Regions from separate parts of the Rattus norvegicus genome. Here region 2 is linked to region 1. The links are chromatin contacts, called in public Hi-C maps. All regions are on one chromosome and are shown on one strand. Each heading gives the region's core, a stretch centred on a gene start, on an enhancer-like site or on the middle of the called end of the contact. The rest is flanking DNA. Distances are from core to core; before and after follow the strand shown. Region 1 holds the start of Rnaseh2b (ribonuclease H2, subunit B). Region 2 overlaps Gucy1b2 (guanylate cyclase 1 soluble subunit beta 2).

What was found. Hi-C and Micro-C count contacts between places; a contact is called where the count stands out from the background.
Region 2: a Hi-C map of mammary epithelial cells shows a contact between it and region 1, with 2.0 times the contacts expected there. The contact joins the enhancer-like site here to the promoter of Rnaseh2b in region 1. A contact is called at or near these places in 2 of 12 Hi-C or Micro-C datasets (Schwann cells and mammary epithelial cells).

What each region holds. Positions count from the first base shown.
Region 1 is chr15:40,715,929-40,718,628 of GRCr8, forward strand. Rnaseh2b (ribonuclease H2, subunit B) reads left to right here and starts at 1,331. Exons shown (of 11, transcript NM_001007007.1): 1 at 1,331-1,401. The coding sequence starts at 1,341.
Region 2 is chr15:40,811,805-40,814,504 of GRCr8, forward strand. It overlaps Gucy1b2 (guanylate cyclase 1 soluble subunit beta 2), which reads right to left. Exons shown (of 16, transcript NM_001270711.1): 7 at 2,186-2,297; 8 at 864-967. Among named protein-coding and RNA genes, the nearest start is that of Gucy1b2, 32 kb to the right of the region's middle. Within about 2 kb of position 1,292, at least 62 of the 93 cell types and tissues checked have an H3K27ac peak or open chromatin away from gene starts, as enhancers often do. A contact at or near this core is called in Schwann cells, where this site is marked.

The DNA of each region.
Region 1 (2,700 bases), core at 81-2,580:
CCTGGGGTTGGAACCTGAAAAATGTATGAAATACATAAATGTGAAATGCATAAGCCTAAAATGAATATAAGCTAACAACGCCTTCTATTTAAGGCTCCTCTTTGAGCATTAGACACCCCCCCCACACACACACACACATTAAAGAGCATTTCCTGTAGCTGGGCATATTAATCTTGTAACACCTCTGCCTACTGAGGTCCAACTGGGTCAAAAGTCTTAATTCTCAGCTAGCATGAAAAGTAAAGCAGGTCCCAGGGGACAGACAACCTTTCCTCCAGTATCCTCTTCTGTCTGTGTATCCTGCTTCATCTTCATGACTCTTATCCACAGCTAGGGGAGACTAGCACAGAATAGAGCTGGGTAAAGCAGCAGTTCTCACTGTGGCCAAGTGCTGGGACTGTGGCCTGAACAAGTAATACTGACTTTGCTTTTGTCTGAGAAAAATCATGACATGTTCCTGCTTGGTCTTATTTTTTATGGTCTTAGAATAGTCTGGTCAAAGGTGGGTATTTTTAAGGGGTTCATGCCTAATGGGATAATTTTAGCATGTCTTAAGATCCAGGCCAACTTCTGGTATCATGGGCCGTTACCACTTCTTAAAAGCTTTAGCCACCTTTATACTATAACTCAGACCTTATTTTTGTTAAATGTGTCTCCCATTGCTCCCTCTACAAAATGCTACTAGATTGGATAACAATGAACACAAGTGCATATTCTGCCCAGAAAGTTTAGGACAAGCTTCCATCTCTGATAGGTAGCTGAGCCTTTGAGAGATGAATTTGCTCTTCATCTCCCTAGTCAGGGCGTAATTCCTTTTTCTATTGTCCCTGAGTGAGCCCTAGGCAACGAGACAAAAACCAGATATCCACTTTTGCACATGACATTCCAGCACTTGGGAGGTTTCTGATCCAGGATTCAAAGCCCGCCAGGGCGTCTTATTTTGAAGGTCAGTCTTGGCTAGGTGGTGGACCCTGTGTCAAATCCTAAACTAAGTCTTGTTACTAAAATAAATATTTATCCTAAATAACAAGTACATATGTTGAACCCCAAGTTATAAATATATTTTGCGTTGTATCTTAAAGAATTACCTTAACTATCAAATTGGCCCAAACCCATTTTGAAGACTGCTCGCATGCACTGGGAATCTCAGTGTGTGAAATACACCCACGAGCAGTATCGGCAGACTGAGAGTGAGAAAGCCGCGGAGCTCCTCAACCTCCACAGCCTCCGGGGCCCGCGCAGATTTCAAAGAGGAAGCCGAGCGGGCGGGCCCGGAAGCGGAGGCAGGCTGGTGGTCCGGACTGAACAGCCCCTCGGCGCCACTTCCGGCGGCGTGCGACATGGCCGGAGGTCGGGACCGCGGGGACTTGGCTGCTAGGCAGCTAGTGTTCCTACTTCCAGGTAAATGCGGTCGGCGCGTGGGCCGAGTGCACTCGTGGCGGCGGCGGCGGCGGCGGCTTGTGGCTTTTGCCCAGGCCAGCACCGGTCCGCGAGTTCCTGGCGGGCGGGGATTCGGCGACCCGCACTTTGCAATGCATCCTGGTCACGTGTCACAACACGCGGGAAACTCCAAACCCGGAAGCGAAGGGAGAGTTTGCGCTGATTCCCTGGGGCGGGCCTGGCCACTCGGCCTGCGGAGGGTTGGGGTTCTGGGGACTCTGCTGCCCCTGGGAATTACTAGGTGTCTGCAGTTCAGCGTCTAGAATCCTTCCGGCTCCAAACCAGAGATCCAGTAGTCTCATGCTGAGCAGCTCTGCTGCTCTGGAAAGGCTTGGGTGGCCAGGCTTAAGGGAGCCTGGATAGGGTTTAGCTGAGTGTGGTTTGAAGCAATTCCATAACAAAGTCATTTAGTATCCCTGAAGATAGTGACCAGCTATGAGGGCATGTGGCGGCATGGGACAGCCGGTGCCATATGAGGAGGGCAAGTGAAATAAATTTAGGTTAGGGAATGCAAGCCAGAAACATTCATTTTACAGATGATACATGTGACGTTACAATATGGGTAAAGAGGAAAACACCCTAGTCACTTTAACTTTGTGTTTTAGCTTAGCAAATACAGAGCATTTTTACAGCAAATAGACTTCACCAGGGTATAATCATCTTTTTTTATAATCTTGATGTAACAACCTGACACTTATTTTGAATACATAGCTTCTGTCCTGTGTAAAGAGTTAGCACAGTCAAGTGTATGGATTTCGGGAATGTAGCTCACCCAACTGAACCTGGTATGCTGCTGATCAAGAAGAGAAGCCCGGCCTTTCTGCCATCACGTTAGTTTTGCCTGTTTAACCTCTGTGCCTTTTGTATCTGTCTTCCTTCCCTCAGTATCATGGCTACCAGATCCAAACACGTGGTCAGCACCAAAGGTTTGGTTGGTTGATTCTGGTTGTACACATATCAATACTTCTCTCCTGAGGATGGGTGACTCTAGGTGTTTCTGGTTTGCAGCTATTAGGAGTTACACTTCTTTTGAGTGTTCTTTTGAGGCTGTTGGTGGACATTGACGTTCGTTTCTTCTGAGTGTCTGTATCCTGGAGTGGAAGCTGCTTTTGGGTGCTTGTTGTTTCTTTAGTACTGCAAAATGGTTTTCTGAAGTGGTTGATACCGATTCATACTGACTCCAGCTGCCCATAAAGAGTTCCAGTTAAGCCATACTCTCACTGAAGGTGTTTGGTTAAGTTAGAGTTCATGGTTTTGTCG
Region 2 (2,700 bases), core at 42-2,541, 96 kb after region 1:
TGTGTTTTCCGCCTAGGGGTGTTTACTTAGCATGGTGATACCATCACTTCTCTGAGGGAAGATACTATCCTTAGGTGAGTCACCTGTCATTGAGTTTCTGCTGTAGTCAGCTGGCAGGTAATGTGCATATGAGTTCCAATAAACGCTAGAGAAATTTATAGTGGCTAAATATTTTAACTGGCAATTTTGACTGAATTCGTTTTGCCCAAATGCCCTTCAGGTAAATTTTTTAAAAGTCGCCTCAGTTCCCATGTCTATATCATCTATACTATATCTGGTTTGCTTTGTCTCTCGATATGTAGGCCATGCTGACCGCGAACTCTTGCCTCAGCCTCCTGAGTACTAGGATTATGGATGTGTGCTGTCACACGAAAGCTCTAGGAAAAAAAAGATATTTTTATCCTGGGAACTTGATAGCAATCAAATGTAAATGATCATGCTCACAGCCCCCACCATAGAACACAGCAGCAAACTCTACTAAACTGTAGGAAATGAAGCACAGTGGGATTGAGAATCTGCTGCAGTCACAGGGAGTGAGTGGCAGGTCACTGTTAGGACCATGGTTATGTAGGCTGTAGTCTGATGTGTCTTTCTGGGGTGAATTTTAAAGTCTTCCTCCAGCTTTTCTTTCTCATCGTAAACTTTCCCATTTATTCATAGTTCAACGTCCTTGCAATGTTTACCTTAAGAGGATCATGAATTCCAGATGAGTCTATTACATAAAGTCAGGGGACCCTCCAGGGCCTTAAACCTATGAACTCAGGGATCTAAGACCTAACAGACACAATGGTGGTGAACTGGACCTCCCCCCCCCATACTGATTTATCCCCTATCCCAAGCTTCTGAGGGAAAGGGTCTCTTACTGCTTCATCAAAGACAATGTGGAAAGGAAAAGCATCACAGAACACCTCCTCTTCGACCCATAGTCTCTCAGGATAGACGGGCTGGAAGGTGTCCCTGAGGGGCCCTGGATACAGAGAGAGAGAGAGAGAAAGCCCTATTGAGCGGCCCTCCCAGAGCTGCTCCGACAGGGTTAGAATCTTAAGTGCGTCACAGGCTAAGTGTGATTCCCACTCTTTAGCACAGGCTCCCTCAGCTTCTCCAGATGGCCACCGCAATTATTGTCCAAATTAAAACAAACAGAAAATTTGAGACCAGGTTGAGAAGCCCTCCTGCCCCCTGCCAAGTTTCTGCCCATCGCTGAAGAGTTCGTTTCTGGGCCAATTGAGTATGTCTCACCATGAAAACAGAGCTGGCATTGAACGGTGACAAGCAGACAATGAGTCAGAAGAGAAGCGAGTGTGTGCTGGGCCCGGCCTTGGGGACGTTTGCCATAGAGCTTCTTAGACTGACAGTTTAGGGTGGCACGTGAAAATTTAACCAACAGCCCCATTTGGCAGGGGTTGCAGATTCTCAATGGAGCCTTTTTGATATGAAAATCTCCTAGACAAAGGATGTCAACTGTGTTTGCTACAGCTTGAAGGACTCAGAATGCAGCTCTTTGAGCCCTGCAGACCTTCACCCAGATGCCTGTCATTTGACCTACCAGGCCATGACAAGGAGCATCTAGCTCCCTTCTTCCACTGGGTCAGAGCTCTGATTCAGACTTGAGAGTTAGGAACTAGCTGGCAGGCTGGCTCAGAGCCCAAAGACCCGGTGTGATGAGCTTCCCACCTTCACTTTGTGAATGGGAAGCTGGAGGGGACTGCATTGTCTCAAGTCACAGCTTCTCAGAGACACAAATGCACTTTCTCAGTGCTTGCCCTCTGTCCTTTGTACTGCTGGCTAGCTGTGGTTAGCCACTGATTTCCAGTCCAGAAACACATCCCAGTCAAGGTCGGGAGTCCAGAAGCAATGCAGAATTCACTGTGGCCAGTATGCCTGTGCCCAGCCTCTGCGTCACAGTCAGTATCTGGGACTGAGTCCAAGCTAGTGGCTTTCCTGATTACGGAGATGACAGTGTCTCCATGTCACCCAGCACAAACAAAAGAGCTGATTTGTGGCGAGTTAGAAGCTGATTTTTTTTTTTTAAAGTTAAAACCACAGATGCCAAATCCTAGCTCTGCAGGAATCAGGGGTTTTGAAATTGCAGGAAGCTTTGCCCTACTTGTGTATGAGTCTCCTCCCCTGCAGACCTGGCATCGGTCCTCATCCCAGAGCTGGAGCAGCAGAGCAGCCCACTTACCTTTTCCAAAAAGGACCGATGCCCTCACAGCAGTTGAGTGAGATTTCTCCCCAGGGCAAACAGGGATGTTTAAATATCTCTCCTTCATCCGAAGGAGTGTTCCCTGGAGAGCCTGCAGGGGGATGGAAATGAAATACAGGTACCTGGTCACAGGACCGGAGATGAACAGGCCCTGCCTCCAGGCCCTGCCTCTTGCTGCTGCTGCCGCTGAGCTGTCTTTGTATACTGAAGCATGATGGCGGCTGGACAGATAGTGTGAATGCTTACAACATGAGTTCTACCAAGAGCCAGGAACTCTAAGGTGCACTCACGACTTAATCCCCACGCTGTTTTCCTACCAAAGGTGGTGAAATATTTTTGCAAGATCTCCAGGGAATGCTTAGAGGCCCATGCTTCCCTATGTGTTGCTCCGAGACTATGTCCCTGACTAAATTCAAAATGTGGAGAAAGCAGTGGAAGGATGCTCACCGCAGGCTTCCTTTATTAGGAGCAAAAGATTTGTAGCAACTGAAGAT